3 separate regions of the Mus musculus genome follow, and all the other regions are linked to region 1. A link is a contact called in public Hi-C and HiChIP or PLAC-seq data. All regions are on one chromosome and are shown on one strand. Each heading gives the region's core, a stretch centred on a gene start, on an enhancer-like site or on the middle of the called end of the contact. The rest is flanking DNA. Distances are from core to core; before and after follow the strand shown. Region 1 holds the start of Rbm19 (RNA binding motif protein 19). Region 2 holds the start of Prkab1 (protein kinase, AMP-activated, beta 1 non-catalytic subunit). Region 3 holds the start of Suds3 (suppressor of defective silencing 3 homolog (S. cerevisiae)).

Region 1 (3,362 bases), core at 254-2,753:
AGGCAGATTTCTTTAGTTTGGGGCCAGCCTGGTCTACATAAATGTTAAGTTCCAGGACAGCCAGGGCTACTAAATGAGATCCCGTGTCAGAAAAGGACAGAAACCCTGAGATGAGGCTAGGTATGGTGGGGAGGCAGAAGCAGGTGTTCAAGGTCAGCCAGGGCTACAGATTTAAGAGTCTGTTTTTTTAAAAAAGCATCCCCCAAAACAACAAACAAAATCCCAAATAGGGGAGATCATCTTGGGTCTCCCTTTTGGGGGGGATGCATATGATATCCCACATACCAGATATTTACGTTATATTCATAATGAGAAAATTACAGTTATGCAGTAGCAACAAAATAACTTCATGACTAGGGGGTCACAACAGGAGGAACTGTATTAAAGGGGGGCACAGCATTTGGAAGGTTGAGGACTGCTGTTCTGGGGGGCACATGGTCCCAACAACAACAAAACAAATTTAATTAATTTATTTATTTTTAGCCACATCATCTTGCTATGTAACCCAGGCTGGCCTTGAACTCGCCACCCTCTGCCTATGGAAAGCTGACAACAGGTGTATGCACCACCACACTTGGCTTTGAAGTCTAATCTTGCTCTGTGATGGTGAACCAGTAAGCATTCTCTAGTCTGTTCCCTGTTGTGACACACATCAAGGATACAAAGCAATTTGGGGGGCGTGGGCTGGAGAGATGGCTCAGCAGTTAAGAGCACTGACTGCTCTTCCAAAGGTCTTGACTTCAAATCCCAGCAACCACATGGTGGCTCACAACCATCTGTAATGGGATCTGACGCCCTCTTCTGGTGTGTCTGAAGACAGCTACAGTGTACTTACACATAATAAAAAAATAAATCTTTTAAAAACAAACAAAAAAACCAAAGCAATTTGGGGAGGAAGACCATTGATTTGGCTTATGGGTCTCCATCACAGTCCGCCATCCAGGGAAGTCGAGGCAAGAACCGACGCAGACTTACTTGCCCCGCCAACATCTGTACACAGCCCAGGGACACTTGCCGAGGCGTGACAGCACCCACAGGGGGCTGGAACCTCCCACACCCATCACTCCTCAGAGCACCACAGGCTGGTCCACAGGCATATGGACGCAATAACATCCAATGAAGTTCCCTCTCCGTAAGTGACTCCGGTCTGGGTCAAACTGACCCAAACTGCCCAGCACAACATGGAAGGATCCTCAGAATGCTCGGAAGCCACTTTGCGGCTTGCTGAGCCCTCAGGACAGGGTGCCGCCTCCTTGGATTCCGGACCTCCCCAGTCCTGTCCCTGACTTAGAACCCCTCCATCCTTCACCCTCCATTCCCGGACCTCTGCTTCCACTTCCGGGCCCCATCCCCGGCTCCCGCTCACCCCATTCGGGAGGTTCTTCACGATCAGACGCGACATGGCTCTCAGGTTCCCTTCGCTTTTCAGACTCACGACCCCGGCGACAGCGACTTCCCACAACTTTCACGCCGCCACACTGGGCGCCGCCATTTTTAGCGAGTCACGTGGCCCCCGCCGCGTTCCATCCGGAAGTGGGTGTGGCCTCACGGGAGACTCTCTCCGGGGAAAGTCCCACCCACAAGGCGGGGTTGGCGGGGACGGGGGAAAGGCCCGAGCGCTCGCGTTTTCTCCGCCAGGTCTTGGGGCCTCTAAATCCCCGCAAGGAAGGCAGGAGGCGCTGATGTCCAACCCCCTCGGGATGACAGGCTTCTGGGAAAGAGCAGAGAGCCTAGAAAAAAAAAATTGTTTTAAAGGTAAAGGCAAGCGGATCTCCGAGTTCCAGGATAGCTAGGGCTGCACAGAGAACCCCCGTTACAAAAATAAAATTATAAAGGTTTATTTATTGTGTAAAGGCGTTGAACTCAGAAACCCTCCCGCCTCTGCCTCCCAAGTGCTGAGATTAAAGGTGTGCGCCACCACTGCTCAAATAGATTTTCTTCTTCTAAAAGACATTTTGCTCCATCTCCCCATATCCTTTCTTGTTACTGTTGGCAGCTTTATTGAGATACAGTCCAGGTGCCACACAATTTGCCCACTTAAAGTGGACAACTCCAGTTGGCAAGATGGCTCGTCAGATAAAGGCACTTGTGGGCAAGCCTGACAGCCTGAGATTTCCCTCCCCCCAACCCCCCAACCTTGGTTCTTCGTAGTGGGAGGAGAGAACCAATCTTAGAACATTTTTTATTGAAAAAAAAAAATGCAGCTAGGCAGTGATGGCGCTCGCCTTTAATCCCAGCGCTCAGGAGACAGAGGCAGGCAGATCTCTGAGTTAAGGCCAGTCTGGTCTACAGAGCTAGTTCCAGGACAGCCAAGGCTAAACCATTTTTTTCAGATAATTTATATAGATATTTTTAAAGATTTATTTATTATTATATGTAAGTACACTGTAGCTGTCTTCAGACACACCAGAAGAGGGAGTCAGATCTTGTTACGGATGGTTGTGAGCCACCATGTGGTTGCTAGGATTTGAACTCTGGACCTTCGGAAGAGCAGTCGGGTGCTCATACCCACTGAGCCATCTCACCAGCCCCCAGATAATATATTTTGATCATGGCTTCCCCGTCCCACCAGCTCCTTCCTGCCTCCCCACCAACCCAGCCCCCAGTCCTTTTGTTCTCTTTAGAAAGAAAACAGGCAAACAAAACAAACAAAAATGAAGGAGAAGGAGAAGAAGAGAATGAAAGAGAGACCACAAGAAACACCCCACACAGTCAGAAACCATTATATACAAGCAAAAGACCAGTCACCAACTTCCCGCCTTCTAGGAACCTAGAATCTATCTGGCATCTCTATGGATGTGTTACTTTCTTGGCTGATTTTTCTCTTCACATATTGTTTTCAAGGTTAATCCATGTCTCTGCATGAATCATCCTTCACTCGTTACCCCTCCCCACACACACACACACACACAAGTGTCAAATGTCGGACTCCAGTATGTTTGTGTATCCAACCATCTGTCTAAGGCATCTGGGTGGATGTACCCCATGGCTATTGATAGTAACATTGCTGAGAACGTCTGTGTTCGTGCCTGTCTCTACGTGGACATGTGTCTTCATTCCTCGCCGGCACAGTCCTAGGTTGGGGTCCCCCCCAGGTCTTTAGGAACTGGGTTTTTTTTTTTTTTTTTTTTTTTTTTCCGAGACAGGGTTTCTCTGTATAGCCCTGGCTGTCTTGGAACTCACTTTGTAGACCAGGCTGACCTCGAACTCAGAAATCCGGCTGCCTCTGCCTCCCAAGTGCTGGGATTAAAGGCGTGCGCCACCACCGCCCGGCCTTTAGGAACTTTTAATCAAATAGTTTTGCAAACTGTCTGCATTATTATGTTTTTCTGAAGGTTGCGTATGAAAAGGTTCATTTCCCG
Region 2 (3,362 bases), core at 436-2,935, 4.1 Mb after region 1:
GCTGACTGCAGAGCCAGGCTGAGGCTTGGCTTTAGAATGTGGAATGTTAGAACGTCTCTTCATGCTCACTCACACAATGCTGGCGATAAAATATTTTAAAACATGCGTCTTAGCATTAGTATAGTGGTTAGAATCAATGCTTCAGGAAAGCATGCTCGTATATCATTTTCATGTGTGAATTTTTATTGAAATCCACTAGAAATTGTCCATAAATTTTTAAGTTTCCTTGTAGATAGATACTGTTAAAGTCCCTCTAGAAGACCACATGTCAGACATCGGGGTCCCTGGTTCCCTTAACAAAAATGTGTCACATTGCAGATAATTTAAAATATAGATGTTCACTGGGCAGGGTGGTACACACCATTAATCCCAACACTTGAGTGGGAGGAAGAGGAAGGTGGATCTCTATGAATTCAAGGCTAGCTTGGTCTACAAAGTAAGTTCCAGGACAGCCAGAGCTGTTACACACAGAAACCATGTCTCAAAAAACACACACAAAAACAGAATAACAAAAAAACCAAAACATATGTATGGGTAAATGTAAGACATGACCTAGAAAATCCAATGCAAAGCAAACAAACAAACCCCACAAGACAATGTTGTTGTTGTTTCTTTAAAGGCTGACTGTGAAGCTGAGATCGTTTTATTACAGCAGTCTGTACCTCTGCTGAAACACTAAGCCCTGATACATTTTACACATAATGTGGCCAATGTAGCCCCAAGGCTCTTGCAAAAAGACTTATCAATAGGCACTCAACTTGAAACAAACAACAGAACCCAACTGAGAACGTCAATTTCCCAGAAATCTTAGGTCTTTAAGTTTTCTCAAACACCTGGAAGATGGTCAGCATCCTCCATCCTTAGTCTACAGACAGAAATTACGATTTGGCCACTCTGGAGAGGCCTTCCTTTTGAAGGAGCCCTAGGTTGTCCTAATACATTCAATTGTGAGAGCCAGTGCATCTACGGGAGAGACTTAAACGTGAGGTTCTTTTGTTTTGTTTTGTTTTTTGTTTGGTTTTGGTTTTTTCGAGACAGGGTTTCTCTGTATAGCCCTGGCTGTCCTGGAACTCACTCTGTAGAACACGCTGGCCTCGAACTCAGAAATCCTCTGCCTCTGCCTCCCAAGTGCTGGGATTAAAGGCGTGCGCCACCAATGCCCGGCGCTTTCTCTTTTTTTCCCTTTTCTTCTTCTTGTTTGTTTTGTTTTGTTTTTACGATTATGTGTATGAATGCTCTGCCCTCCCGTATATGTGTGCACCGCCTTGGGCGCCGGGATCCCCTGGAACTTAAACTGCAAACAGTTGTGAGCCACCATGGAAGCGCCAGGACCCGAACCCGGGTACTCTGCAAGAGCAAGCGCTTGCTCCAAGCCGCCGTGGGTTTCGCGTTTCGTAATTCGAGTTACTGGAGAGTAACCAACTTGGAGTGAGGTGGTCGGCGCCATCCATGGCATTCTGGCATTCTCGCTCGCTCGCGCCTCCCGCTGGCCGCTACGAAGCTCGATCTGGTGGCAGCCCCGAACCACCCGCGACCGCTTCGCGCTGAGCAGCAGGGAAGAGGCGGAAACGGAACTGATGTCACCCTAACTCCGAGAGCGCTCCATCCCCAGTGACCACCCTTCCTTCCTTCCTTCGCTGGGCCCGGCCGGAAGCGGAAGTGGCTAAGGGGTGGAGGGGAGTTGCGGGAGGAGTGTCAGGTTACGCTCCGGCTCTGTTCGGAGTTCCAGTCGCGGTCGCCCGAGCCAGGTAAAGCGGAGCTCGGCGGGCGAGCGAGCGCGCGATCCGAGAGGGCGTGACTCGCGATCCCCGGGGGTCCGACCCGGCCTTTCCGGCTTCCTTGTGTCCCTGCAGATTCCCAGCCATGGGCAACACGAGCAGCGAGCGCGCCGCGCTGGAGCGGCAGGCGGGCCACAAGACGCCGCGGAGGGACAGCTCCGGGGGCGCCAAGGATGGGGACAGGCCCAAGATCCTCATGGACAGCCCTGAAGACGCCGACATCTTCCACTCCGAAGAGATCAAGGTGCTGAGTGGAGGGGCGTCGGAGCCCTCTTGACTCACGGGGAGGGTCCCCCTTTGCTGTAGTTCCCGCCACATTCCCAGCGTCACACCTTGGGGGGGGGCGGGGGAGGTGGCTCTGTCATAGCCCTCTTTGCCGTTCTGGGACTTGTGCCTAATTACCGATGGGAGGAGAGTCACCCTGGGCTTGGTTGAACATCATTAAGGAGAAAGCAGCTCAGGGACCGCGTTTGAGATCCTTAATTAATTAAGAGTCGAGCTAAACTGTAATTGAGCACCCGTGTCGACTTTTCTCTTCGGTGTAATTGATTGCGCGGCTTGGAGACACTTCAGGCCGACCGGCTTTTGCAAAAGTTGGGTTGGGAGTTCTAGTGTTCTTTTTGGCGGTAAAACGGGAGCACATACGTTAAGCTGGAAATGAAGTTGACTAGCTGACTGCCAGAGGTGTTTGGTTCTGACAGTTTCAGTCCACCCTGCTCACTTTATTTTAGATCCGGCAATTCCACTGGAGGAGGTCAGTGACCGAGAGTCACTCTGAACGCCAGCCAGCAGCTAATTACCCCCACTTCTCTCCCACGTTACTGAAATAATGCCTTGGACTTTAAGCAGACCAGAGCAAACAGATTTTTGCAGGCCAAGCTGAAAGTTCCTGCCTGAGCCACATTCTCTTAAAACCACAGTGAGGTGGCCAGTGCTTCCGGCTACAGGGCCCCAGTCCAAGGGCATTTGGTGATTCTAGGAGGAAAGAAGCTAATTGCTCAGAATAAACTACATTCAGGAACGTTGGCGCTCACCAGCCTGGTCTCTGTTACTTGCCGGGTTGCCAACTAATCCCCATTACTTAAACAGGCTAATTGCCTGGCCAGCTCACTCCGCTTTCACTCCCCCACCCCCACCCCCTAACTGGGCTACATAACCCACATTACTATTCTCCAGATCTTAATTTTGGGTCTGACTTTAAAAGAGCCTGCTTTTGCCAGGGAGTGGTGGCACAGCACTTTGATCCCAGCACTTGGGAGGCAGAGGCAGGCAGATGTCTGAGTTCGAGGCCAACCTGGTCAACAGAGTGAGTTCCAGGACAGCCAGGGCTACACAGAACACTTGTCTTGTGGCAGGAGCTTGTTTTCTGAGCTTGTTGCATTAGGGGAAAGGTGTGTACCTCGATCTTTAGCGTGTTTCCCGGTTGAGATTGTCCCCACCCCTAGAAGACATTTTTGCCCAAGGCTATTTAAGAGGAAGTAAAAGGTATTTGTGTTGTAGCCTGTGTATATTGGCAGTGCCCTCTGCTCTCTTTGCAGTGAACTGAGTAAACTTACTTTTTAAAAAGAAATGGGCGATGTGGTG
Region 3 (3,362 bases), core at 259-2,758, 3.0 Mb after region 1:
CTACCCAGCCACAGGCATACATGGCCCATCCTTTTTAATTTTGCTTTCAAACAAGGTCTCATTAAACTGGCTGGCCTTGAACTCATTGTGAAATCCAGGCAAGCCTTGATGTTGCTCTGTCCTCTTGCATTTGTCTTTCTGAGCACCTGGGATTATTGTTGTGAGCCACTAGGCAGAGACCATAGGTTTTTGCTGCTGCTGCTACTGCTTCTGCTTCTCCTCCTCCTCCTTCTTCTTCTTCTTTTTGTTTTTTGTTTTTCGAGACAGGGTTTCTCGGTGTAACCCTGGCTGTCCTGGAACTCACTCTGTAGACCAGGCTGGCCTCAAACTCAGAAATCCACCTGCCTCTGCCTCCCAAGTGCTGAGATGATTCCTCCTATTCCTCCTCCTCCTCCTCCTCCTCTCCACCTTCTTCCTCTTCCTCCTCCACCTCTTCCCTTTCCTCCTCTTCCTCCTCTTCTAAGCAAAACTGTAACACTATGTTTCACAGGGCTACACAGATTAACACATGGAGAGATTCAGTTTCATGGCTTGGTTTGTTTTTTTTTGTTTTTAAGACAGGGTTTCTCTGTGTATCCATGGCTGTTCTGAAACACGAATTGCAGACCAGGCTGGCCTTGAACTCAGCCTGCCTCTGCCTCCCTAGTCCTGGGACTAAAGGTCACTTTGCTCAGCGTTGGCTTCTGAATTTAAGCCAATGTAGTTCCTGGAGGGAAATGCCCTATTTACTCAAGTAAAAATTAGCAGGTTATTAAATTACTGTTTTAGGCTAAAATACCTTAAAAATTATGTTTGGGGAAGCACAAGGAAGTTATCCTGTGGACAGCTGTGGATCTGGGATGCTAGACTGACGCCACCGTTTTTTCTTTTTTCTTTTCTTGAAAGGAGAAAGAATGACAACTCTTTTGATCATTTGTAAAACCGGTAGAACAGCTTACCCAGTAAATCTACTCAAAAGAAAGTACTGGCAAGGCCTAGGGACACACTTTCACCTGACCGGTGGATGAAATGGCAACAACTTGCCTTTACCATAATTTTTAATAAAGCCCCCATTAAGGCAGGGGAGCAACCACGCACAACATTTTCTGTATCCCACACACTCTGGCTGGCCAGGCGTCCAAGCCCACCGCGGGAACCGTTCGTGCCATTCACCTGCATGAATCAGAGACCATGCTACCTATCCAGGGCTCTGCAAAGCCTCCGCCCATCAGGTCGAGTCCATCCACACTTTAGTTTTGACTCCAGGCGCCGCCTGGTGGCCACTGCCAGAAGTGCCACCTCCAACTCCGGGGTCCTGACTGCTGGCGCGGCTGCCCCTGGATATGCCTGACTCCAGAGACTCCCGCCTCCGCCCCTTCCGCCGTGGCCGATCGCGGATTCTTAAGACAGTGACGCCGCCGCGGCCGCCGTGTCAGAAACCGTGGAGCCCCGGCGTCTCACCTACCGTCTCGAGGACGGCCTGATCAGGCTGTCACCGAGCAGCCCACGACCCGGAAGTAGCCGGCTGCGCGAGGCCCCCGTTGCCCAGCGCGGGCGCCGGGGTGCGGGGTGGGGGGCGGAGCTCGGAGCCGAGGGGAGTCCCGGTGCCCGCGGCTCGGAACCGCGCGAGGTTGCGGGGCTCCGGGGACGCAGCCAGGCGGCCGCGATCTCCGCGGGACCGGCTCCGCCGCGGCCCCGAGGCGGCGACATGAGCGCCGCGGGGCTGCTGGCTCCGGCGCCGGCTCCGGCTGCAGCGCCGGCCGCCCCGGAGTACTACCCGGAGGACGAGGAGGAGTTGGAGAGCGCCGAGGACGACGAGCGCAGCTGCCGGGGCCGAGAGTCCGACGAAGGTGCGGGTGTGGGGACGGGGCCCGGGTGCGGGTGGTCAGAGGTCGCCAGAGCTCTTGCGAGCCAGGGGTCCCCAGCCCAGCGTCTCTCATTTCCGCACTCGGGTCGGAGCAATGCTCGCCCTGGCTTTCTCGCTCCCAGCTTCTCTCCTCCCACTGTTTTAATGCCCCTAGCTCCGCTTGGGGAGCCGGAATGGGACAGGCGATAAGTCTTCCTTTGGCCGGCACCTCTCCCCCGCCCCCAGCTTTGTGACCTTAAAGCTGTCTTGTTTACCCACCTCCTGCGTGGTAGCTTGGAGTCCTCATCTCCTAGGTTGGGAGGGGTTCAATGGAATCGTGTCCTGCCACGGCGAAGTGGGCGAAAGGGGAGGTTGGGATTTGTTTTCAGGTCCGAGTAGTCTGCATTTGCGTGATCGCTCCTCCAGCCTCAGGTCTCGATCCGGGACCTTGTTTATTTACCTTTTGGCGGGTGTGAGGGACACCCAGAGGGATTATTGAGGAAGGAGCTGGCTAGGTGGGGGAGAAGCTAGAAGCAGAAGGGGCAAGGGGAGGTCTTTGTATGGGCGGAGTGGACAGTATTCAGGCATAGAGTCGGGCTGTAAAAAGCCAAAAGCTACCCCCAACTGCGGGCAGGATCTTAAGTCTCTCAAATGCGTAGTAACATAGCTAGCTGGCTCTAGACAGGGCTTCCGTGAAAGTTCCTTCCACCGAAGGAAAGGAGGCGGCTTTGTGAGGACTTGGGTCTGCTCCGGCCTCAGTGCACGCAGAGCAAGTTATAGGAACTGAGTGCGTTTGTTTTAACTATGGTTAAAAAACAAAACAAAACAAAACAAAAACAAAATCAAGGTTTAACTAGGGATTTTTCAATGTGAAAGGTGCACTTCTTTTAATGACCACGAGGGGGTACAGCGAAGACAAAATTGACCCTCTTCACTCAGGCCATTGGATCCAGATCTTTGCTTAAGACCAGTTTAAATTAAGCAGTTTAGAACACTGATTTTTCTGAGGGTCCAGGTTGGAGTGGCTCACGACTGTCTATATGTCGCAGGATATTTGATCACACTGTGAACCCCGAGACCGTGTTATTTATTGAAAAAAACAAAACAAAACAAAACTGTTTTTACTTGGGGTGTTGCTCAGCCTTAACACACACCTTTAATCCCTCTGGCTGGAATGCAGACATGCCCTTAGTACATATATTTTTAATCCCAAACAATCAAGGTAAAGTTAGTTTGTATTAGGAAACCCCTGTTTGAAAGTGATGTCTAATTGAGTGTCAGCAAGGTGATGGATCAGAGGCAGATTTGACAGAATGGGATATAATCAACTCTCAGGAGATGAGAGGGAAAAGGGTATTTAAGAGAGCAGCACAGAGAAGAAGAAGGAGGCGGTTTTACTGGGGCAGTTTTACGGGGGCAGTTTTACGGAGACAGGTTGGAGAACAAGCTAGACACAGGTGAAGGCAGACCGAGCCAGAGAATGAGAAGGAGCTGAAGATAATGCCAAAGTTAGAATGAGGCCAAGCAGAGCCATTCA

The links. Hi-C and Micro-C count contacts between places; a contact is called where the count stands out from the background. HiChIP or PLAC-seq counts read pairs in DNA pulled down with a chosen protein or histone mark.
Region 2: a Hi-C map of CD8 T cells shows a contact between it and region 1, with 4 times the contacts expected there. The contact joins the promoter of Prkab1 here to the promoter of Rbm19 in region 1. A contact is called at or near these places in 3 of 484 Hi-C or Micro-C datasets (CD4 T cells, CD8 T cells and regulatory T cells).
Region 3: a contact with region 1 is called in an H3K27ac HiChIP or PLAC-seq map of thymic regulatory T cells, with 8 times the contacts expected there. The contact joins the promoter of Suds3 here to the promoter of Rbm19 in region 1. A contact is called at or near these places in 1 of 15 datasets of contacts at CTCF or cohesin (large pre-B cells), 3 of 484 Hi-C or Micro-C datasets (CD4 T cells, CD8 T cells and regulatory T cells) and 1 of 115 datasets of contacts at active chromatin or transcription factors (thymic regulatory T cells).

The regions. Positions count from the first base shown.
Region 1 is chr5:120,114,654-120,118,015 of GRCm38.p6, reverse strand. Rbm19 (RNA binding motif protein 19) reads right to left here and starts at 1,503. Exons shown (of 24, transcript NM_028762.1): 1 at 1,367-1,503. The coding sequence starts at 1,402.
Region 2 is chr5:116,022,751-116,026,112 of GRCm38.p6, reverse strand. It overlaps Prkab1 (protein kinase, AMP-activated, beta 1 non-catalytic subunit), which reads left to right and starts at 1,685. Exons shown (of 7, transcript NM_031869.2): 1 at 1,685-2,022. The coding sequence starts at 1,864.
Region 3 is chr5:117,114,139-117,117,500 of GRCm38.p6, reverse strand. It overlaps Suds3 (suppressor of defective silencing 3 homolog (S. cerevisiae)), which reads left to right and starts at 1,508. Exons shown (of 12, transcript NM_178622.5): 1 at 1,508-1,829. The coding sequence starts at 1,688.